Linked DNA regions of Mus musculus: regions 2, 3, 4, 5, 6 and 7 are each linked to region 1. The links are chromatin contacts, called in public promoter capture Hi-C and targeted proximity ligation maps. All regions are on one chromosome and are shown on one strand. The core of a region is the stretch at or near the end of the contact, and the rest is flanking DNA. Distances in the headings are between cores, read along the strand shown. Region 1 holds the start of Sf3b2 (splicing factor 3b, subunit 2). Region 2 holds the start of Vps51 (VPS51 GARP complex subunit). Region 3 holds the start of Sac3d1 (SAC3 domain containing 1). Region 4 holds the start of Kdm2a (lysine (K)-specific demethylase 2A). Region 5 holds the start of 2010003K11Rik (RIKEN cDNA 2010003K11 gene). Region 6 holds the start of Grk2 (G protein-coupled receptor kinase 2). Region 7 holds the start of Ppp2r5b (protein phosphatase 2, regulatory subunit B', beta).

Region 1 (3,008 bases), core at 338-2,837:
AAACTTGGACAAAATACAAATTCAGACAAAACACTTATATACATAAAAATAAGTTAAAAAAAAAGTAATAACCAACATTCCAAGGCATAGGATATCTACGTTGTACTAGATGCAGGGAGTATATTATTCAAGTCAGGGCATTATCCTTTACCGTTTCAATAACTTTGGGAGCTATACCTGGCAGGAGAAAGCATGACCACTTCCAGCTGAGAAAGGATCAAGGAACATTTCCAGATATTCTAGTGGAATCTTGAGTGATAAGTCAAATTTGGAGGAGTAGACATTGGGGATTAAAACAGTAGCAGCACTAAATCAGAAGTGAAGAGGTCACAATTTTGTCTCCTTAGACCTCACCCTTAACTTACGGTCCCATCTGCTAGCTCAACACATGGCTATCCTGAGCAGAAAAGATCCTCGAAGCAATCTCTTACCTGTGCTGACATAGGAGGAGGAGCCGCTTTGTCCCCATCTTCTCCTCTCAAAACTGGTCGATTCAGGACAATGCCCGTCTACAAGAAAAAAGAGAGCTCTAGGTCAGACTACAAGGACGTATTCCATTACATAACCTCCTCTTCCATTTATTTACTTAACAAAATGTACCCAGTGCCCACTTGACAGAGACTGGGGCTGGAACCTGAGAAAAGCAACAGGAGTAGAAGTAATTACAATAAAGCAAAACCAAGAACTGACAAAATGGTCAAGAGCCGGCTTGCTGCGTTGAAGTACACAAAAAAGACCTAGCCCGGTGTGCTGGAGCACTCGGAAGGCAAACGCATTAGGATCTCTTAAGTTTGAGGCCAGCCAGGGCTACACTGAGAAACCCTATCGCGAAAGAACAAACAAAAAAAGTATATGAAACGAAGATCCAGCCGCGGAGTGGTGGCGCACGCCTTTAATCCCAGCATTTGGGAGAGGCAGGCGAATTTCTGAGTTCCAGGCCAGCCTGGTCTACAGAGTGAGTCCAGGACAGCCAGGGCTATACAGAGAAACCCTGTCTCAAAAAAAAAAAAAAAAACCAAAAAAAAAAAAAAAAAGAAAAGAAAAAGAAAAAAGAAAGAAGAGAAGAGAAGAGAAGAGAAGAGAAGAGAAGAGAAGAGAAACGAAGATCCATCCGTGAGTAGTCTTAAAGGCCTCCAGGAAAAGTGAGACCTAGCCTGCACTGACAACACTCACCTGACGGGTGTAGGTCTGCAGCCGCTCTACTAACTCCTCGCGACTCCCTATAGGACGAAGCACAGAATCAGGGGGTCAGCATCACCTCGAGCAGGCCAATTTGGCGAGGTCAGGTCCCACAGGCCTGTCTCCGCCCCCCGCCCCGTGGGTCTCCTGGGTAACCAAGCTCCACTTCGCCACAAGCCCACGCAGGGCCCCTCTCGACCGCCTCTGCGCCTCACCCTGGATCGGCGCTCCTATCTCTGCCAATCTGGCCTGAAGCTCCTGCGCAGCCCAGGCTCCATAGTGGCCTGGAGGTGGAGGCGGTGGCAACTGCAACTCTCCTTTGGGAGGTTCGGGATGCTCCGCCGCCATCTTAGCCACAAGAAGGCGCGAGACCAACACGGAAGCTCGGGTCAGCCGCCGGGCCTACTTCCAGAAACTTCCGGTTGCGTAATCCACGTCCCGCGGTGATTGGAGAGAACTTGGTCCAAACACACGCCCTTTCCCTTACCGGGGAATAGGAATCGCCGCCAACGGAGGTTGCAGAGCCTTCTGGGAGTTGTAGTTTGCGGATGCGCCATCTAGAGGACGAACGCTCGCTATGACATCCGGTATGCAGCAGTAGTAATACATCCGCTGCCTGGCTGCAAGAGCTTACTCTACCCAGAGCAGATGCATTCTTCTTCTCTCCTGGCCAAACACATACTAAGTCTTCTGTCCCGACACCCTTCAATGATGAGAGACCTGGGTGCTTATTTCTCCTAGGAGCTCATAGAGATTCCTTTCCGGCGCCCGAATGGGAGGTTGGTGCCGATGGCTCTGATAAAACAGTGTTTGTCTGCTCACTCCCGCCCAGGCGTGCTTGAATGGGCTGAAAGGGGATCGGAGCCGGTGGAGGAACGGACCGCCAAGCTGAGTTCCAGCTGCTGACCTGGGGGAAGGGCACTGCTAAAATAAAATCCCCTTTTGCACCTTCGAAAAAGTCTTAAATAAATGTATTCTCTGTCAAATGCTTCCTTCCCCCTTTCGAGGAATGTTCATTAATACATTTTCCACCTTTCAGGTGTTTTATTATATGTATATGTACCGCTTGCATGCCTGGTATCTGTAGAAGCCAGAAGTGTCAGATCTGGAACTGGAGTTACACTTTTGTGAATCGAACCCAGGTCCTCTGCAAAAGCAACAGTGCTCTTAACACCAATTCTCAAGCCCCAAGGTTTTTGTTGTTTAAGACAAATGTGTCCATATGTGGCCCAGGCTACCCTAGAACTTCTGATCCTTTGCAGGCTACAGATATATACTATCACACCCGATTTCATGGAGTGGAAGATCAAGAGTCATGTAGTTCAGACTGTCTTGGGACAAAATCGAGCCCAAGCCAACCTCTAGCTCTTGGCAATCCTCCTGCCTCTGCTTCTTGAAAACTGGGCTTACTGCTGCCAGCTAATCCATTGTCTTTGTTTCATTTTTAAGTCTTTCCTGTCCTTTATTCCCACCTCCATTCCCCCAAACAGGATCTGGAACTTGATCTTCTTCTATCTTGAAGTATTTAGCATCCAGGAGGCAGCTAATAAATGAGTTGGGAGGTGGGGGTATCTAACCTGGGGACTTTATATTCTTGTAGGAAAAACAAAAAAACCTCAGGACCTTTCTTGGGGCAAGACACCATGACCCTTGCCTGCCCAACATCCACCAATTTATTTTATCTCCTTCCCTCTCCTAGTTCTGCCGCTCTCAATGACAGCCTGTTTGGTTTGTGTGTGATGAATAAAGGAGAGGAACACAAATGGTCTCATTTCCCACCCACGCGCTTCAGATCTTTTCCTAGCCACCTCCGTTTCACCAGCTGTCCT
Region 2 (2,769 bases), core at 114-2,613, 780 kb after region 1:
ATGAGGATACAGACAGAGGGGGAGAGAGTGGCAAATCTGCTCTGAAGGCAGACTGACCAGAAACAAAAGTTACCACTAATAACATTTTTAACAAAAATTTTAATTGACTTTGAGATGGCTTAGTAGCAGGCAAATGTGTTTGTCACCAAGCCTGATAACCTGACTTCAATCCCTGGCACCCTCATGGTGGAAGGAGAATACAGACTCCTGAAAGTTGTCTTCTGACCCCCACACAAATGTTGTGTCCCACACATATGCATGTGCACAATATAAATAAACAAACAAAGCTAAAGCTTACTGAAACGCTGGTGCTTCCTAAGTGCTGCAGAGAAACTCACTGCATTTCATTCTTCCTTCCCAGCGCTGGTCCTTTGGACAAACCCCACCCCCACAGGAGTCATCACTTCAGCAGCAGTGGATTAAGGTTGGGACCCAATTGTAATCTGGGTCTCTTTCCTTTAATCCCTGTTTTTCTTAACACGGGGTGAGGACCTGGTGGGGGTGGTGTAAGACTGAGGAGTGTGTCCCAGTGGGGTCACCTGTAGCTGAGATGAACTTGTTGTAGTTCTCATAGACCAGGGTCTGCATGTCGCTGTCTAGAGCCCGGATCTGCCGTACCATGTCCGTCTCACTGTCCATCAGCTGGGCCAGAGGACATTCTCTACGCAGCTAGAGAAGCAGGTAGGAACAGTCAGCGTTAGTGCTCACTCACGTCCTGCTACCCTGCTTTACGTTAGTTGGATTTCAGTGCAAGACAACTCCAATCCCACCCTTATCAGGAATTCCATAAGTGGCACACTTTAAGTAGCACACTTCACAGGTTAGACCCAATTTGGGATTTGTCAGCGTTCATGGTCTTCTGGCTTAGTTTAAAGTCAACCTAGGCCCTGCCTAGCGCCTGTCAAGAGCATGGTCACACCCACTACCACGAGCCAGCACCGAGACCTCAGACCCAGTGTGACCTCAAGTCAGGCCCAGGCTCCCTTGGCCTCCAGATCTGCCTCTATTGCCTAGTAAGGGCTGTCCTCTTATAAACCCCGCTGCCGTCACCACAGCAACCAAATCGGGAGTAAGATCTAGGGTCCAAGATATTTGGGGTCTGGACCCGCCCCATTTCACACACACACCTTGTCAAGATAAACTTCCGGGTCGAAGTGCGCCCCATTGAGATCGGTTGGGTCCAGAGGGTCAGGCCCTGCGGGATGCCCCGCCACCTCCCCCTCCGAGAGGCCGTAGTAAAGCTTCAGCATCCCGTGAGCCTTCCGCCGACGCTCCGGAGCGTCCGCCTCGGGACCTTCTGGGGAGTCTCCAGGCCCGGACCCTAGGCCAGGCCCCACAGCTGCCGCAGCCGCCATAGCTCCAACCTCAACTCAAAGGGGTGAGGCAGGGGAGGGAACAGATGCACTTCCGGGGACCAGAAACTTGCTACAACCAGGCGGTCCTTCAGGTGAAACGTTCCTCTGCAGCTGTAGGATATGTGAGACTAAAGTTCCGTCTTGCGCTTGTCCTTCTGGAGCACAGAGGTTTCACTGAACTTCTGGATCGTTGAGTTTCTGTGATTTTGCTGTGCTACTTGGGTGAATCGTGGCGTCCCAATCCTGCATCCGCACAGGAAAGAGACTTGCAGAAGATCGAATATGCGTCACAGGGGGGGTCTGCAAGGTTCAAACGTCCATTTAGTAGCCTGCAATATGGCTTTAACGCAGTGTTTCCCAAGGTTCTGTCTCCAAGGAGTCATTCAATATGAGAAACTTTATTCTACTTAGAGAATTTAAGATGTTAATCTTAAGAAGTTAGTGAAATGTGATACGTGAGCAGTTGGGATTGAGGATAATTCGGAAGTTTTAAAGATGTAGGCATAAAACGAAGCTCTCAGCAGGGCGTAGTGGCGCACACCTTTAATCCCAGCACTTGGGAGGCAGAGGCAGGTGAATTTCTGAGTTCGAGGCCAGCCAGCCTGGTCTACAGAGTGAGTTCCATGAGTTCCAGGACAGCCAGGGCTACACAGAGAAACCCTGTCTCAAAAAAAAAAAAAAAAAAAAAAAAAAAAAAGACGAAGCTCTTAAGAGGGGATGAGGTCAGATTATATGTGGAGTTAAATAGAAGAAAATGAGACTTTACTAATGATGTACTGTAAACGTTACCGAGGATGGGCTGATAGGGTGCTGGGCTGCCAGGAGTTTCAGCAGACCAAACACTGTTTTTATCTGAAAATTAGGAGTTAAAAAAAAATCTAAATGGTATACTTTTTATTTTTATTTTTTTCAAGACGGTTTCTCTGCTTAGCCCTGACTGTCCTGGAACTGGTCCTAGTGTAGAACCTGTCTGCCTCCCAAGTGTTGAGACTAAAGGCATGTGATAACACTGTCACCAGCTCCACTGCCTAGCTAAAAACAGTTCTGAATGGTATTAAATCGCCATCTGTCCGGCCCCCAGTATTATATGTGTATTTATGTGTGCAGAGACCAGGGGATAACTCAGAGCTGTAGTTACAGCTCATGTGTGAGCTACCCGTCATGATGCTGGAAACCAAAGTGCAAGAGCAGTTCACCCTGTGCCAGCTCAAACCCTTCCTTTCTTTTCTCTCTCTTTCTTCCTCTTTGAGGCATCATCTCACTCTAACTTTGGCTGACCTGAAACTCATTATTGTAGACCAGGCTGGCCTCAAACTCAGAGATCCAGCCACCTCTGCTTCCTGAGTGCTGGGACTAAAAGTCTGTGCTACCATGTCCACAGCCTGCTTCTCAGCCTGACATGCATGGTTGCTCT
Region 3 (2,964 bases), core at 76-2,575, 820 kb after region 1:
CCAGGGCTACACAGAGAAACCCTGTCTGGAAAAAAGAAAAAAAAGAAAAAACAAAGAGTCACTGTGTGCATGTATGATACAAATATATTGTCTCCACATATAAAATCATCAAAGAATCTGCCTGCCTCTGCCTCCAAAGTGTTCCCATACAAGGCGCCTGTTACCACGCCCACTGGACTTTCCTATAATTAAATCACCCATAGAAGGGAATCTTTTAGCACCTCCTGTTAGATATGTTTATGGGCCAGCCCACGGAGCAGTTCTTATAAGTTTGGAAAGCGCTTTCTAGGTCAACTCTCTCAGTACTATCCTACCTCCTTCCACCTCTACTATGTAGAAAACAGCCAATTTGAGAATGTCAGACCTGAGGTCCCACGTCGGGACTTTTACCAACTGACTTTCCCAAGAAGAAGCTATTGCTGGGGGATGGAAGTTACAGTACTCCCAAGCTATAGTTCGCCGTTGCTGCTACAATTGCGTCTTCCCCACCCCAGGCTCCTCGGGTCCCCGCACTTAGTTCTCTGGGATCGACTCACCCAAGTTGTAGAGCAGAAAGAGGCCCTGAAAAGCAGCCTGGCGGGGGTAGGGGCCTTTGCCCCGCGCGTAGCAGCGCCGCAGCGAACCGAAGCCTTCCTGCACCTGAGTCTGAAGCAGCACCGGGTCCGCGGCTCCGCGCGTCTCTTCTGGCCGCACCCGCGCCACCACGGCCAGCAGCGTGGCCAGCGCAGCCTCCAGCACTGTCGCTGCGTCCGCGTCGTCCACGCCCTGCAGCGACAGATCTAGCCGCACTGCGCGCAGGCGGTCGGCCACAAAGCTCGCCACCTCCGCGCACGACACGTCGCCGCGGCCAGCCACCTCACCGGCCAGATAACGCACGGTGGCTAAGAGCACTGGCGGCGGCCGCAGCAGGCTTGGCGGGGGCCGGGGTTTGCCCGCTGCCGGCCGGCTGTACTCCTTCACTGTGCGCTTGGGGTCGGCTCGGGGAGCGTTCCCACGGCCGCCTGGCTCCACCTCCAGTCGGTGCAGGCGGCGCTCGCGCTCGCGTCGGGCGCGCTCGGCGGCCGGGCACATGTCTGGGCACAGGCCCATGGGTAGTTTGCAGCCGGACATGGTAGGGGTGTGGGTAGAGGACGCACACTCAGCATCGCCGGGCCAGCGGAAGCGCGGCACTGCATCCTGCCGTGGGCTCGAGGGACAGACTCGAGCCCCAGTCTGGCCAAACGCAGCCTGCCGCGGCTTTCTCGATTTGCCGCTCCCGCGGCCTTTAGAAACGCCTCCCATAATCCATCGCGCCTGGCTTCGGTTTTCCCCCTTAAATCGTCCCATGATGCATCGGTTTGTAGTCCCGCGACGCAGGCCACACCTCCCCAGGGCTGGGATTTGTTGGTTTAGCTTTTTGTTCTTAGGGCTCTCGAAGTAGCAAGTCCTGCTTTACGTACGTGTCTATTATTTCTTTAACACACTCAGCTAGTGCTGCGTGCCTGTCATTCTTCATTGTTTCCCTATGCGTTTTGTTTTAACTGTGTACCTTTGCATGGTCTGGAAGTCACTATATAGACCAGGCTGACTCAGTAGAGATCCGCCTGTCTCTTTGCCTTCCAATTCCCGGATTAAAGGCGCGGCCACTCATTCATAGTTATTATTAGCATTCTGTCTAAGCTTCACTTCACAGTTAGCTGACAACAACCAGGTAGGCTCCACCCAACAGCTACCTGGCAACAGTCAGGTAGGCCTGACCCATTATAAAAGGGGCTGCTTGCCCCCTCCTCTCTCTTGCCTTCTTGCTCCTGCTCTAGTCCCTTGCCCCTCCCCCTCCCTGTGCTCATGGCCAGCTTCTAATTCTCTACTCCTCTACTTCTCTCTCCCCCCCTCCTCTCTCTGCCTTTCTCTGCCTCTAGTACCCTCTTAACTCCCCTTCCCATGTCCTGAATAAATTCTACTATTACCATCGCTTGGCTGGTCCCTCAGGGGGATAGGATGCCTTGGCAAGGGCCAGCTGAAGCACCTCAATGGAACATATTCCTCCTCTCTTTATCTTCTTATAAACATAATGGGTATGATGTGCCAGACACCGCTTATTCAACTCTGTTGGTACAATGTAAACTCAACCACAGACAATAATAAGCAAATGGACCTGGTTGTGTTCAGGCATGTGTTTTACTCACACGTATTTAAATTTTATGAGATTTTCACTAGTCAAAGAATCTTTTTTCTTCCAACCATAAAAAAAAAGAAAGAAAGAGAAGAAGAGAAAAGGAAAGGAAAGGAAAGAAAGAGAAAGGAAGGAAGGCTCTCAAGGGCCTTACAAAAAAGGCAGTGGGCCAGGTCTGGCTACAGACTCTGGTCTAGATGGGTGAACTGACAGGTTAGGGGCCCAGATGCCACTCACATAGAACAGATAGGCAGGATCAGAAGTTCAAGTCTAATTCCAAGGAGGCAGGCAGGTCAGAGCTGAGAAGTCTTTGCTTTTCTTATACTTGATCCAGTTAATACAGATATGGCCCCTGGTAGTCATACGAGCAGGAAGCACGGCCAGGTCCCAAAGAGAGCAGTGGGGGTGGCTGGCAGTGCTGGAGCTGACATCCCAGGAAGGGTCCACCCCTTAGGGCAAGTGTGTGTGAAGCATCTCTGCCCGCTTCAGGTACTCGGCTGCCTTCTTCTTCACACCTTCCCGGCGGGCAGGGGATGGGTCACCTGGAGGAAGCAGATGGCCCACCTACATTCAGAACCCAGGTCATAATGTGTCCTTTCCCTCCCTGGGTCCTCCTGTCTTTGCCTCATTTTATGAGGCTATTAAAAAAAATAAGGGAAAATTCTGCCCAGTGTCTCCAGTTGACCTGTGAGAAACAGATGTTCACGGTCCCTCTTTCTTTCTTTAGAATGTATTGTATGTGTGTGAGTGAGCACGGGAGGGTCAGCGGGCAACCTTGGGTGTAGGTCTTCCCCTATCACCGTGTCTGTCGT
Region 4 (2,992 bases), core at 266-2,765, 900 kb before region 1:
GCTGAATGGCCAGGTGAAGGTGAAGTACACACAAAACTAAGCCAGACCCTAAACCAGTGAGTTCTCAAACAGGTAATAACAAATTATAAGCAAAACGGGGAGGTTACTTTCATTAAAAAAAAAAAAAAAGAGGGCAAGAAAAATTTGGTTTTACAGAAAGACTTCAAACCAATGTCCCATATCCTTCTAGTAAGGAACTGCCTTCCCCAAACTACCATCCACCTCAAGGTGGACAACTACAGAACAAATTTGAGAGTTGCAAACGGAGGCAAAAATACCATCTAATCTAGATGAGTAAATAATAAATGAAACGTCTCGATATATGGATACGGGTGAAACATCCATTAAATAAAGGCCGGTTGGCACGTCAATCAATCCACAACACCAAGCAAGGGTTTTCGTTTTTCTAAATATCTTTCTCCAGAATAATGGCTTCTAATTGGATATACAAATGTTTTTTTTCTCTCTTGTAAATATAATACGGCCACGTTAACAAAATCCTTTCAGAGGACCCGATGACATAGTTTGCGAGAGCAGTTCGTGGCACTGCCCTCCTCGGCCTCGGTCGCGAGGGACACAGTCTGCACCCCAGGGCCGGACAGCAAAGCGGTAAACCTCGACTGCTCCCCTAGGGAAAAGGCGTTCTGTGGCTCACCCCTTGCAAAGAAATAAAAACTTTACATTAAGTCTTTAGATAAGACCGGGAACCAAACTTCCCAGGGCGGGGGAGGGGGGAGGGGAAATCTCACCGAGGATTTTGTTCTTGAGTTCTTGTCCAAGAGAGAAGTAAAATTCCAAACACAGACAAAATAAAATCCCAAACGTCGTCTTCGGTATTTCTGTGTATTAACCCAGTATCCAGAGAAGGGTCAGAGCGACCCGGAAAAGAGGAAACAGTTACTGAATCAAACCTCCTCTTCTGGCTTTTACAGACTCCGCGTCCGAGGCGTCAGGGAAGCAAGACCACTCGGCTACTCCCCCAAGCTGGCGGTCAGCAGCCCCAGCCCGAGACCCGGGTCAACCGGGCCGCGGGAAACACCCTCCTCTCGGTACCCTCAGCCGGCCACAGCCGCTACCGAAGCCCAGGAACCGCGGCCGATCAGCTGAGACCCGCCCGGCCGACGCTCCCCGCGCCGCCCGGCCCCCCGGAACGCGGGCCCCGGCCCCGGGGGGCGGAGAGGGCGGGAGCAGCGAAGCGCCCTGACCGGGGGCCTTCGGCTGCCTTTGCGTCGTCCCCTGAGCCGGGGCTCCGCGCTGCGGGACGATCCCCCGTACACCCCCAGCTACTCCCCAGTAGCAGAGGAGGGACTCCGGGGGATGGGCCCCCTGACGTTGCCCTTCCACGCGAAGAGCCCACTGCCCGGGAGGGAAACAACCGCGACGGGCCCGGGAACTGGAAAGGTGCTCTGCGGCCCGCCGCCGCCGCCGCCGCCGCTGCCGGGGAGGGGTGTTGTTTCCCTCACACAGGAGGATCCGCTGAAGCAGCCGCCGCCATTTTGAACCCGTCAGATTCTCACATACACACAGCTCCTCCGGCCTCACTGCGCAGGCGCCCTCTCTTCACCACCACCCCCTCCCTCCCGTCGCCTCTCCACCCCCACCTCTTTCGAGCCTCCCTGCGCGTCTTACCGCTCTCCGGGACACACGTGAACGCGCACGCGTCACTCCCCCCACCCCACCCCGCCCCCTCTACCACGGACACACCGCCGGAGCGCGCACGCGCCGATTGCGTCGGCCTCGAATCGCCCGCGCCCCGCGACGCCGACGCGGTTCCCCGCCCTCCCCCCCTCGCGTCAGCCCGCACGCCCTCTGGCCGGCCTACCGCCCCCGCTCCCTGCCCGCCTCCTCTCAGGTCGCCGGCTCGACCGGGTGCCTGCGCCTGCGCGCCAGTCGCGAGCCTCCTCCGCGCGCGCTCTCTCTCTCCCCCACACCCGCACACAGACACACACGCACACACAGACGCGCGCGCGCGCGCACACACACACACACACACACACTCGCAACTTCGCCGGTGACCCCGCCCACCGCCGGCCAGCTGCGCCAGCCGCCCTCCCTCCCCCACTACTCTAGGGAGGGTTGTGACCCCCGACCCCCACAAAACACAGCACCCCGCCCCAAGCAGTAGGAAGCATCTCCCCTTCCCCTTCGAGCCACCTCTGCTGGGTGGTCAGACGGGTCACACAAACGTGGGCCAGACGGCCTGGGTCAGGGCAGCCGTTGGCCGCTTCAACGCGGGGTCCCCCGGGGTCATGCCATGGGAGCGGGCCAGAGCCGGGTGCTGTGCTCGGGTCTTGTCAGACCCAGGGAGTGCACGGAAAGAAGCGCCCTCCCGCCGGGCGCCCTCCCTCACGCGCCGGCCGGCCGAGGCCCACCTGCTCGCCATCCCGGAGTAGGCCCCTGCGCCCCCCGCTGCAGGGCCTGGCCGCCCTTAGCACGGGGGGAGCTCCTGTCCGTGCAGCGAACCGGTTTCGCCTCACCCACTCCTCGCCGCTCCGAAGGGGCAGGAACCGGTAGCAGTAGCATGTCTGTCCCGAGCTCTGTTCCCTCAGGGCAGCTCCAGACGCTTGACAAGGGAGTCCACAGGTGCTGTGCGCGACAGTGGGATCCACGACGGCTCAGGGGTGGCAGCAGCTAGCACACCCCACTGCGGGCCGCAGGCTCCCAGGGAGGTGGCCCAGGGAGCCCCTGCTGTTGGCCACGCTCAGGTTTCCGTAGCGCCGGTGCCCTCGGCGGCCCGGGTGGGACGTGACCCCGCCCCCGGCGAGTCGGGGCACCCCCCACGGAGAGGGGCGCGGGCCGCCCCTAACCCCAGGGCCGCGGCTTGCGAGGGAGGCCCAGCCGAGAAAATGTCTCCGGTTTGTGTGCGCAGCTTCGCGCGAGGGTCAGCGATGGGGCAGCGGCGGCCCAAGCTGCTCGGCCCTGCCGACGAACCGGCTCCCGCGGCTCGACAGCCGCCCGACGGGCAAGCGGGCTCCGGACGTCGACGGAGCCC
Region 5 (3,093 bases), core at 8-2,507, 800 kb before region 1:
TAAGAGATAGGTGCCAGAACCAAGAAGAGCAGCCACATGGGGGCTTTGAATGATCTGGTGGCAGAGGCCTCCTTGGGTCACAAGACAAAGTTCAAAAGCTGGAGCAGTTCAGAGTCCAGAAAAGCCATGCAGGGGCAGATGAAAAGACACAGGAGCAGAGCCGGTGGAGTGAGGGACAGTCACAGCAGCTTTAGTTGTTGGTGTCCAACAAGGTCTCTGGGGAGGCTGGTTGACTCAGGGTCACACTGGGGAAGCTGGCGACAAAACTCCTCCACCTTCTTTTCACATGCTGGAAGACCAAAGTAGGAGAAACATCATAGCAGTGGCTTCAAGTGGTGTTCCACTCACAGCCACCAGGTGGGGGTAGAGCCATGAAAGAGAAGCTAAACTCCTGGGGGGAGGGGAGACCCTTCCCCCTGGGACGAAGGGCCAGGAGGGGTGGGGCAAATCTACTCTTCATCCTGTGTGAGAGGTACAGACGGTAATTTGCCAGAAGTTGCATTGGCCAATCTGCCTGCCTCCTGCTCTAGTCACCCTTGCAACATAGTATTACATTAATCATCTTAATACAGCTCTCAGAGCCTTGTGTGGTAATATATGCCTGCACTCCCAGCACTCAGAACACTGAGTAGGATCAAGAGTTCCAGGCCACTCTGGGCTACTTATCGAGACCCCATCTCAAAACAGAAACAGCTCTGACCATATTCCACCCAGACCCCATTTGCCCACCCTCCTCCAACCTTCAGTGAATCCCCAGTGCCCACAGGGGTGAGGGGAATCACAACTGCTTTTAGTCAAATGCATTCAATTCCTGGGTATTTTGCTTGGCTTTCCTCAGGTCAGCTGTGCTCTTAACCCTTTGCTGCCCGGAGTCCCCACCCTTCCCCATGAAAGTGATAATTCAGTTTGAAGCCACACCTGCTGGTACTGTCTCAGCCACCGCCGGCTGCCTCCTCCTCTCTGGCCTTGGATCAGCTGTTCTTTGTCTCCCAGGGTCCCTGGCAGCCGCTCCTGGACAGAGACCTCCAGCCCTTCCGTGCCATCGGGGACCTGCGACCTGGACTTCTCACGGCCCAGTCTGAGGCTCAGTGCTCTGTGGAGTCGGCCATCCAGAGACCTCCCCTGGGACTCATGGAGCCTCCCATAGGAGGGCCGGGGTTCTCTAAAGGACTGGCTACGCAGGCTGGTCCCCATGATCCTAGAAGCTAGCACTGGTCGGTAAGCCACTAGCTTTGTGAGATGGCCTGGTGCCTTCACTCATATGATGGGAGATCACCTGTAGACAAAGGTCAGTGCTGCTGAGGTGGCTGTCATAAACCAAAGGGCAGGCCACAGAGGCCAAATATCTCTGAGTCATTCTCTCCATTGACTTCTCACCCTGTGGGACTATACAGCGCAGGCTGGCTTCCAGCTCGGGATCCTTCTGAATGCTAGGCTGGTTCCTATTGTCTTCCCTCCTCCCTCCAGACAGCCTTCTCTGACCACACCACCCTGGAGACCTTGCCGGCCTCCTCTGGCCTTGGCCTTGGCTGGCCGTACCACTCATCTCATTGACATTAAGCAAAGATTACTTCTACAACAGGACAGAGAACAGAATAGCTTCATTCTACAACAGTCAAAACCGTAACTACCAGGGTGAAATCGGGTAAGGCAGGGGCTGGACAGTGGACGGTACTTGTTTTCATGGCTCCAGACCTTCAGTTTTACAAGGTGAAAAGTGCTCTGGAGGTCAGCGGCACACATCCAAAATCGTGACCTGCAGGGGCTGGGGGGACGGCTCACTCATAAAGTGCTTGCTGCACAGGATCTGGGTTGGGTTCCCTGGTACCCCTGTGGAAAGGTGGATATGCATCTGTCATCCCAGACCTGGGAGAGACAGGAAACTCTCTGGGACTTGCAGTCCCTGTCTGAGCTGCATTGGTGAACTCCTGACCCAGTGGGACACACTGTCTCAAAAACTAAGGGGAAGGAGTGGTCGAGTGGGTACAGGCACTTGCTGACAAGCCTGACAACCTGAGTTTGATCCTTGGGATTCACCTGGTGGAGAGAACTGGCTGCCACAGGCTTTCCTCTCTCCACCACACATGCGCTGTGGCTCTCAAGAACACACAATACACACACACACACACACACACACACACACACACACACACAAATAAATGTAATTTGAAAATGTAAAAAGGTGAGGCCAGGCAAGGTGGCTCATTCAGTGCTCATGCCAGGGGAATTTCTGTGAGTTTCGGCCAGCCTGGTCTACACAGCTAGTTCCTCTCTCAAAAACTAAGAGGAAAAAAATTAAAGGTAGAGAATGACAGAGGAAGACACTTAGTGTCAACTTCTAGATTACACACATGTGTGCGAGTGTACACACACACACATAATCCCTTCACACACCATACAGAGACACAAAGAAAAAAATGACCTATAGTAAATATTATCTCAGTGCCAGACTTTTGTCTTAGACAGGGTCTTATGTTGCCCAGATGGGCCTCGCTATGTGGCAGAGGATGATCTCGAATTCCTGATCTCTGCCCTCCTCCACCTCCTGAATTCTTGGATTACAAGTATGGGTCACCATGCCTTGTGTAGACAGTGCTGGGGATGGAACACTGATGCTTGTGCACGCTAGGCAAGCACTGTGCCAACTCTGCTACATCCTCAGCCTGGCAGGTTCTGTGTGTGAGAGTGTGTGTGTGTGTGTGTGTGTGTGTGTGTGTGTGAGAGAGAGAGAGAGAGAGAGAGAGAGAGAGAGAGAGAGAGAGAGAGAGAGAGAGAGAGAGAGAAAACAGGACAGTGCCAGGGTCAGGAGAACTAAATTTCTCCAGCCTTAGCTTTGCCCTCAATATTCTAGCAAAGCACATGGTTAAAAGCTCAGGCTCCAGGGACCACTGTCTTCTAGGTAGACTGCAGTTTCATTGCTTAAAGCTCTGTGACCTTGGGTTGCATCCTTCTTCTCTCTTTGGTTCCCTCAGTGTAAGAGTGACAAAGAACTCAAGCTAGAGCCAGGCAGGCCACCACCAAACACCTTGAGCTCCAGCACTCGAGGCAAGGGCAAGAAGATCTCTGTGGGTTTGAGGTCAGTTGGGTCTACAA
Region 6 (2,911 bases), core at 266-2,765, 990 kb before region 1:
AAGGCCAACTCTTGGCTGTTAAAGGAGTTGGCATGGGAGGCTACTGGGACTGGCCTCACCACCCACCAGGAGGCATCCTGGTGGGTGGACACATCTCCTCTTCCAGATGCAGGACAGACGTCCAGGCCACCCTTCAGGTCAGGACAAAACATAAAACTCGAAGCTGAGAGCCCTGATGTGGAGGCCAGGTGACACTGCACAAGCCATTCCAGTCTGAGTTGTTTCCCCTCTCACACACACACACCTTGTTCTATGGGAACAAAACTACACCTGTCTCACTCGCTCTCTGGTCTCCTGTGCAGCTCAAATAGGAAGATAAGTCTATTTACCATAATATACTGGACAAGCCCCAGCTACACCTCTCACATCCTGCCCTGTTCTGCACCCACATCCTGGACAGTTTAAACTTTGATACCAGGTGCGATGACATCAGTTGTCTTGTAGAGAGGTGGCAGCATGGTCCATCTGCTGTAGGATGGGAGGTCCCCTGGTCAAAAGTACCCATAAGGAACCACAAGTGGGGAAAAGGGTAAAGTAGGGACTTCCCTCACCCACCGGAGCGCAGCCCTCAGGAATGGTACACTGCACTGTCCCCAGAAAGCACTCTCAAACCCAATCCCATAGTGACCCCACCATAGGGGAAGGCAAAATAAATAAATAAATAAATAAATAAATAAAAGTCTTCAAATTGGTCCTCTTCACTCCACAAACCTCACAAGAGTGTTACCCACTCCACGGGGAGTGGATAGGGTAGTGGAATACCAACGGGAGCAACAGACTGTGTGATACAATCGGGTAAACAGAGGCAGACTTGAGGAAGGGAACCACAAGGGAACACGAGAGGGTAGAGGGCAGAGCCAAGCATCAGGGTGGAAAGAAGGCTGCAGCAGAGTCAGGGGCTGACAGCGACCAGGCCGGGCAGTGAGATACAGGAAGCGGCAGGGCGGCCCAGGGCTAGGAGCTTGGACTTGGGGCGCCCAGGGCTTGCGGACACCAAGCCTTGCGGCGGCAGGGACAGAGGAAGTCTCCGGGTCCTGGGGCGGCCAGAATAATGGGGTCTCCGGGGCAGAAGGTCCCCGGAGTAGAAGGGGTTCCCGGGTCCTGGGGCAGAAGGTCCCCGGAACCTGGGGCGGAGGGGGTCCCTAGGGCACGGGATCCCGGGGCGGCGCGTGGGGCCCGGCACAGGCGGGCTCACCTGGGCTCTGGCAGCAGGATCTTCTTGCTGGCGCGCGCGGCCGGCGTGGCCTTGCTCTTCTCCATGGCCATCAGGTAGCTCACATCGGCCAGCACCGCCTCCAGGTCGGCCATCTTGGCGGCGGCGGCGGCGCTGTTCCTCCCGCCGCCCGAGGCTCCGCTCCGCTCCCGCTCGCTCGGCCCGGCCCGGCCCGCGCGGCTTGTGGGCCTCGGCGCCGCCGCCGCCCCGCCCGGTCCTCGCTCGTCGCCGGCTCACAGGCGGCGCCGCCCCATGGCGCCGGCTCGGGCCCGGCCCGGCTCGCGCTCCGCTCCCGCCGGGACTGCAGTCGGGGCGCCGCCGCCGCCGCCACCACCACCACCACCCGCTCGCCCGCGCCCCGGAGCTGCCGCCGCCGCCTCCGGCCCCGCCTGCCGCGCACAGCGCCAGCGAGCCGCCGAGGGGCCGAGCCGGGCGGGCGGCGGGCGGGCGGGCAGGCGACAGCGCCCCCTAGAGGCTGCACCGCTCGGGTCCGAGACACGGGTCTCAGTCCTGGTTTGTTACCTGAGTCTTCCACCAAGGACTCTAGGATGACCTCAGACCCCAAGCCATGACCACAAACGCGGATCCCATCTCAGCATGCTAGACTGCACGCTCCACTAGGGCCAAGACCGTGGGTCCTAACAAGAATCCTGACACCGACCAAGACTCCTATACTCAAATTTCTGAACATTCTCTCAGAGTCACACCATCATTACCACCCCTGACTCCTGACCTGACCAGATGACAATCCTGACTTCAAACTCCCAACAGGACCCCAGACTCAGAGCTTGGGCCGCACTCCTGACATGAACGTTTGTTGTTGTTCTTGTTTTAGAGAGGGTATCCCCGTGTAGCCTTGGCTAGTCTGTAACTCACTATGTAGACCAGGCAGACCACTAATTCACAGCGATCTGCTTTCCTCTGCCTCCCAAGTGCTGAAATGGATTAAAGGCATAGTCCATTAAACCACACTCTGATGAACGCCGAACTCATTAATTGATCGATCGATTGACTGATCAGTTGATTGATTGTGTATGCACATGTGGAGGTTAGAGGACAGACAATTTGACCATCAGTTCTCTCTTTTTACCACATGGGTCTCTAGGGATGGAACTCAAGGTCCTCAGGCTTGGTGGCAAACATTTTACCCACTGAGCCCTTCTGTGCCTTCTTCCTTGGCCAACTCCTGTCTACTTTACCTGGCTAGCACACGAGAGGCAAAAGCAGGTGTCTTTCTGTAAAGTCAAAGCCAACCAGGGCTATAGAGTGAGACCCCGTCTTAAGCAAATGAGTGAAAGCAATTTAAACTGCACACCTCTCTAGAGCACCTCTTTGCTTTCCAGGCTGCCAGGACACTCCCACCCCAGGCATGGACACTTAGAACCTGATTCTCCTGCCAGTTCGTGTCCAGCAAAGCAAGTATCCCGACTCCCCTGACTTCTTGACTCCTTCAGAAGAAAACAAATCCTATTAGGGGAGAAAGGTTGTCAGCGGACGACATCTCTAGACAGATCCTGCCTCTACTTCTCCTTTCCTAGGTCACCACTACAGCCTCCTGAGAGTCCTCTGACCTGTCCATTTCTCAGGGTTCCTAAAACTGCCCTCTGATACAGGCTCTGACCAGAATGGCTGTCCCCAAATCTAGATCTGATGGGATTACTGTACATTCAAGGCCAAACAACAGCTGTCTAGTGCCCC
Region 7 (3,100 bases), core at 582-3,081, 940 kb after region 1:
CCGCCAAGGGCTCTGGACGGGATGGATCTCCACCTCCCTCAGGCTGACTTTCCAGGAAGCTTCAGCTGCCCCCATACAAGGTACTCTGGTACAGCTAGCAAACAATTCTAGTCCCATCCTTCACTCCCGGGAGGCTGAGGGGAAAAAGTGGTCCTCTCTTCTAATCCAGGATCAGAGACCTCATGACTTTAAAGCAAGATCACAACCCTGGGTATGCAAGCATTCCCCACCCCTCCCCAGACACTTACCTCCCTCAACACATGGAGCCAAAAGTAGAAATCGGGCCAGGAAGTGGGGGGTGGGATTTAGTGATCACAGGGCATCATGCCAAGCACCTACCCCAGGACCTAGGCAGCTGGCTGGACTGATAGGAGCCTCCTGAAACCTAGGCTGTGTGCCCCACCCTTGGCCCTTGCCTGCCCCTGGCACCACTTCCAGATGCCCCACCTCCAGAGATGACAGGCCAGTCAGGCCATGCGTCAGCAGAGGCCTGGAGATTGGGGGTCAGTTCCAGTGGAGTTCCTAGCCTAAAAGAGATCCAAACTCTACCAGACCTCTGCTTCTCCCTTGGTCCTCCCCTACCTTGCTTCCTTCTGGGTACCCTGGCAACCAACAACAGCTCACCTTTGAGCAGGGGCAGTGGAGTGAGCTCTTGCTGGTTGCTCTGATAGCGGAACTGAGAAGAGCTGTGTGAGCGACGGGGCCGGGCCCTGCGGAGGGACCTGCGGGAGAAGCCATCCACCTTGTCTGGTGGTGGCACTGGAGACAGCCCTGGGGAGGAGGGGCTTGTGGGGGTGCTCGCAGGGGGCAGCTTCGTCTCCATGGCCAGTGGACAACACGGGTCAATCTTTCAGAGCCCAGGGGGCTCCTTGTGGGTCTGGAGTAAGTTGAATGAGGCCACACACACTAACTGGGACCCATCCTGTCCAGCATGTTTCAGGGGGTGGGGGAGGCACGGCCACAGTCCTGACCCCCCCAGGGCCTCTGGCAACTGCCCAGTCCTGGGGGGGCAGGTAAGGTAGAAAGGCAATGGCTCAGGTCTTTCCTGGGGATCCAGAAGAGTTCCAGTCAGGGTTCCCACGCTGGCTCTTCTGAGAAGTCAGGTTAGAAAGGTCAGCAGGAGAGACACAGAGAGCAGGTCGGTTCTTTCCAAAGACAGCCCGCGTGGTGCAGTTGCTCCCTTACTTCTTTTCCCTCCTTCCCTCGCTAGACCCCAAAACAAGGGCGCAACCATGCCCCTCCCTTCTTCCAGGCCCAAGCTCTAAAGTAGCCCCTCCCCAAATACGGCCTATGGCTACTACTCAGGATGGGGACTCTATTAGCATCCCCAGATCCTTACAGCAGTGTGACTCCAGCTCCACTAATGTCTCCTGTCTCAGTGCACTCACCCAAAAAATGAGGGTCCTGTTCTCGTGCACCCCCTTTCAGACCCTAGCATCTCTCCTCATATCCCGCTCCTTCCTGGTCTCCAAACCTCAATGTGGTATTGGGGTACACACTCACTTCTCAGAAACCCAGACTTTGGTCGCCGACCCTAGAGGTTGCCTCGGTGGAAGAGACGACGGTTCAAGGGTCCTTAGCGGTGGTTCTGCCGCTCGGGGCGCTGGGGCTGGGCGGCGGCGCTCCTGGGTTCGCTCCCAGGCTCTGGGGGTGCTGGAGCATGCCCCCAGCTCAGCCCCAAAAGGGGTCGGGCACTCGGTGGGCTCTGGGCTGGGCCCCGGCAGCACGCGACCCTCGGCAGATATCCCGGGACTCAGATCAGCGCGGTGCAGCGCAGCGGGAGCCCCGGCTCGCTGCGCACCGGCACCCGCCGCCCAGCTGCTCAGGATGACATCAAGTCACCTCCCCCCCTCCCGGCCCGCACCTCCCTCCGCTAGGGGGGGCTGCGTCAGGGAGGACTCGGGGCCTCTGGGAAATGTAGTCCCCACCCTGCTTAAAGGAAGCAACCGAACTTTACGGGTAACCTCGGAGCTAGGGGAGGAACTCAGTACTTCCGAGAAAAGCTGAGGATTTTAAAACCTGCAAGCAGACTGGGGCAGAGTCCAGCTCAGAACTGGACTCCCGAATTCTGGAAGGGACACTGTGTAGGGAAAGAAAAGGACTCGGTGTTGGAACCTGCTAATGCAAGACAGAGTCCTACCTAGCATGATGTGCCAGGCCCACAATTTGGTCTGAGCCATCTGTCCCTCAGGCCATCCTCTCTCCTCATACTCAGCCCAGATTGAAGCCGGACACTTACAAAACCCCTTGCATCCGGCGTTGGAGGGGTTAACAGTCGGGTTTGCGTTAGCGCCTGCTGGGAGGGGTGTGGTTCACTAGAGGCTCTTGGGAAATGAAGTCCATTCTCCCGGCCTGCAGTGCCCCTCCTGTCACTTACTGTCCATGGTGACATCATGGTCTGTAGTTTAAAGGGACAGCCCTGGGATGCCAAAGCAAGGAGGGCAGAAGGTGCTACCCTGGAGCTGCCCCCATCCTAAGGCACAGTACCTCCCAGCTCCTCTGGTGCCAAGATGTGCCTTGGAGAGTGGGGAGTTCTTGATCAAAACCCCATTGCTGGGTATCAAAGGCTCAGCTGTATTCCAAGAGTTTGGCATTCTGGCCAAAAGTTCCCAGCCTGCAGTCCCGGGCTCCCTTCATAGTACCTGGTCGCCAACACTCTATTCCCTACAATGACTGTGAGACCTTTATCCTGAAGTTTTACCTAGGTGACAAACTGGTCCTTGCTGAGCAGCAGGAGAGAGAGAGCAATGAGGTTGGGGGAATTGGGGTGCTTTTTGGCCCCACCCATTTATGGACCCTGGTGATCACTTAGTGCTGCAAAAGAAGTCTGTTTACCTAAGAAGTGCCCACCTTAGAGCAACAAACAGCCAAAGCCTGTATCGAGGACACTGTTCTAGAGTCTAGCACCTCAATGGATGGGTACCCAGATCAAGCGATGGCTACCCAGAGACAGTACTCCCTTTGCTCAGAGATAGCAGATCTTCACTTCCCGTTTTGCTCTGTTCTTCACCTGCCAGACAGAACAGGAACCCCTAAACTACCACTTGGCCCACCTCCAGGGCTCAGACATGGCTTCCCTCCCCCTTACTCCCTAATAATA

What was found. Capture Hi-C pulls out chosen DNA fragments and counts their contacts.
Region 2: a contact with region 1 is called in a targeted proximity ligation map of bone marrow-derived macrophages, with 4 times the contacts expected there. A contact is called at or near these places in 2 of 39 promoter capture datasets (liver and neutrophils), 1 of 484 Hi-C or Micro-C datasets (embryonic stem cells) and 3 of 130 datasets of targeted methods (astrocytes, bone marrow-derived macrophages and large pre-B cells).
Region 3: a promoter capture Hi-C map of adipose tissue shows a contact between it and region 1, with 2.2 times the contacts expected there. A contact is called at or near these places in 1 of 484 Hi-C or Micro-C datasets (muscle stem cells), 2 of 130 datasets of targeted methods (pancreatic cancer cells and thymic regulatory T cells) and 2 of 9 other capture datasets (adipose tissue and liver).
Region 4: a contact with region 1 is called in a targeted proximity ligation map of bone marrow-derived macrophages, with 6 times the contacts expected there. A contact is called at or near these places in 3 of 130 datasets of targeted methods (bone marrow-derived macrophages, embryonic stem cells and pancreatic cancer cells) and 1 of 9 other capture datasets (liver).
Region 5: a promoter capture Hi-C map of adipose tissue shows a contact between it and region 1, with 2.2 times the contacts expected there. A contact is called at or near these places in 1 of 130 datasets of targeted methods (large pre-B cells) and 2 of 9 other capture datasets (adipose tissue and liver).
Region 6: a targeted proximity ligation map of bone marrow-derived macrophages shows a contact between it and region 1, with 3 times the contacts expected there. A contact is called at or near these places in 4 of 130 datasets of targeted methods (bone marrow-derived macrophages, double positive thymocytes, large pre-B cells and 1 more).
Region 7: a contact with region 1 is called in a promoter capture Hi-C map of liver, with 2.9 times the contacts expected there. A contact is called at or near these places in 4 of 39 promoter capture datasets (erythroid cells, liver and pre-B cells), 3 of 130 datasets of targeted methods (astrocytes, embryonic forebrain and pancreatic cancer cells) and 2 of 9 other capture datasets (adipose tissue and liver).

The regions. Positions count from the first base shown.
Region 1 is chr19:5,293,868-5,296,875 of GRCm38.p6, forward strand. It overlaps Sf3b2 (splicing factor 3b, subunit 2), which reads right to left and starts at 1,588. Exons shown (of 21, transcript NM_030109.2): 1 at 1,395-1,588; 2 at 1,174-1,220; 3 at 432-509. The coding sequence starts at 1,527.
Region 2 is chr19:6,075,824-6,078,592 of GRCm38.p6, forward strand. Vps51 (VPS51 GARP complex subunit) reads right to left here and starts at 1,364. Exons shown (of 10, transcript NM_001081041.1): 1 at 1,128-1,364; 2 at 540-669. The coding sequence starts at 1,355. It also overlaps a transcript of Tmem262 not described here.
Region 3 is chr19:6,117,261-6,120,224 of GRCm38.p6, forward strand. Sac3d1 (SAC3 domain containing 1) reads right to left here and starts at 1,326. Exons shown (of 2, transcript NM_133678.3): 1 at 537-1,326. The coding sequence starts at 1,326. Snx15 (sorting nexin 15) reads right to left here. Exons shown (of 8, transcript NM_026912.2): 8 at 2,139-2,694. The coding sequence ends at 2,603.
Region 4 is chr19:4,395,562-4,398,553 of GRCm38.p6, forward strand. It overlaps Kdm2a (lysine (K)-specific demethylase 2A), which reads right to left and starts at 1,516. Exons shown (of 21, transcript NM_001001984.2): 1 at 750-1,516. It overlaps 9430078G10Rik (transcription initiation factor TFIID subunit 4), which reads left to right and starts at 323. Exons shown (of 3, transcript XM_030251152.1): 1 at 323-332; 2 at 769-1,889; 3 at 2,550-2,992. The coding sequence starts at 323.
Region 5 is chr19:4,497,326-4,500,418 of GRCm38.p6, forward strand. It overlaps 2010003K11Rik (RIKEN cDNA 2010003K11 gene), which reads right to left and starts at 1,258. Exons shown (of 2, transcript NM_027237.2): 1 at 919-1,258; 2 at 1-289. The coding sequence starts at 1,194. The coding sequence ends at 191.
Region 6 is chr19:4,304,707-4,307,617 of GRCm38.p6, forward strand. It overlaps Grk2 (G protein-coupled receptor kinase 2), which reads right to left and starts at 1,516. Exons shown (of 21, transcript NM_001290818.1): 1 at 1,196-1,516. The coding sequence starts at 1,308.
Region 7 is chr19:6,234,009-6,237,108 of GRCm38.p6, forward strand. Ppp2r5b (protein phosphatase 2, regulatory subunit B', beta) reads right to left here and starts at 1,832. Exons shown (of 14, transcript NM_198168.3): 1 at 1,504-1,832; 2 at 625-1,091. The coding sequence starts at 823.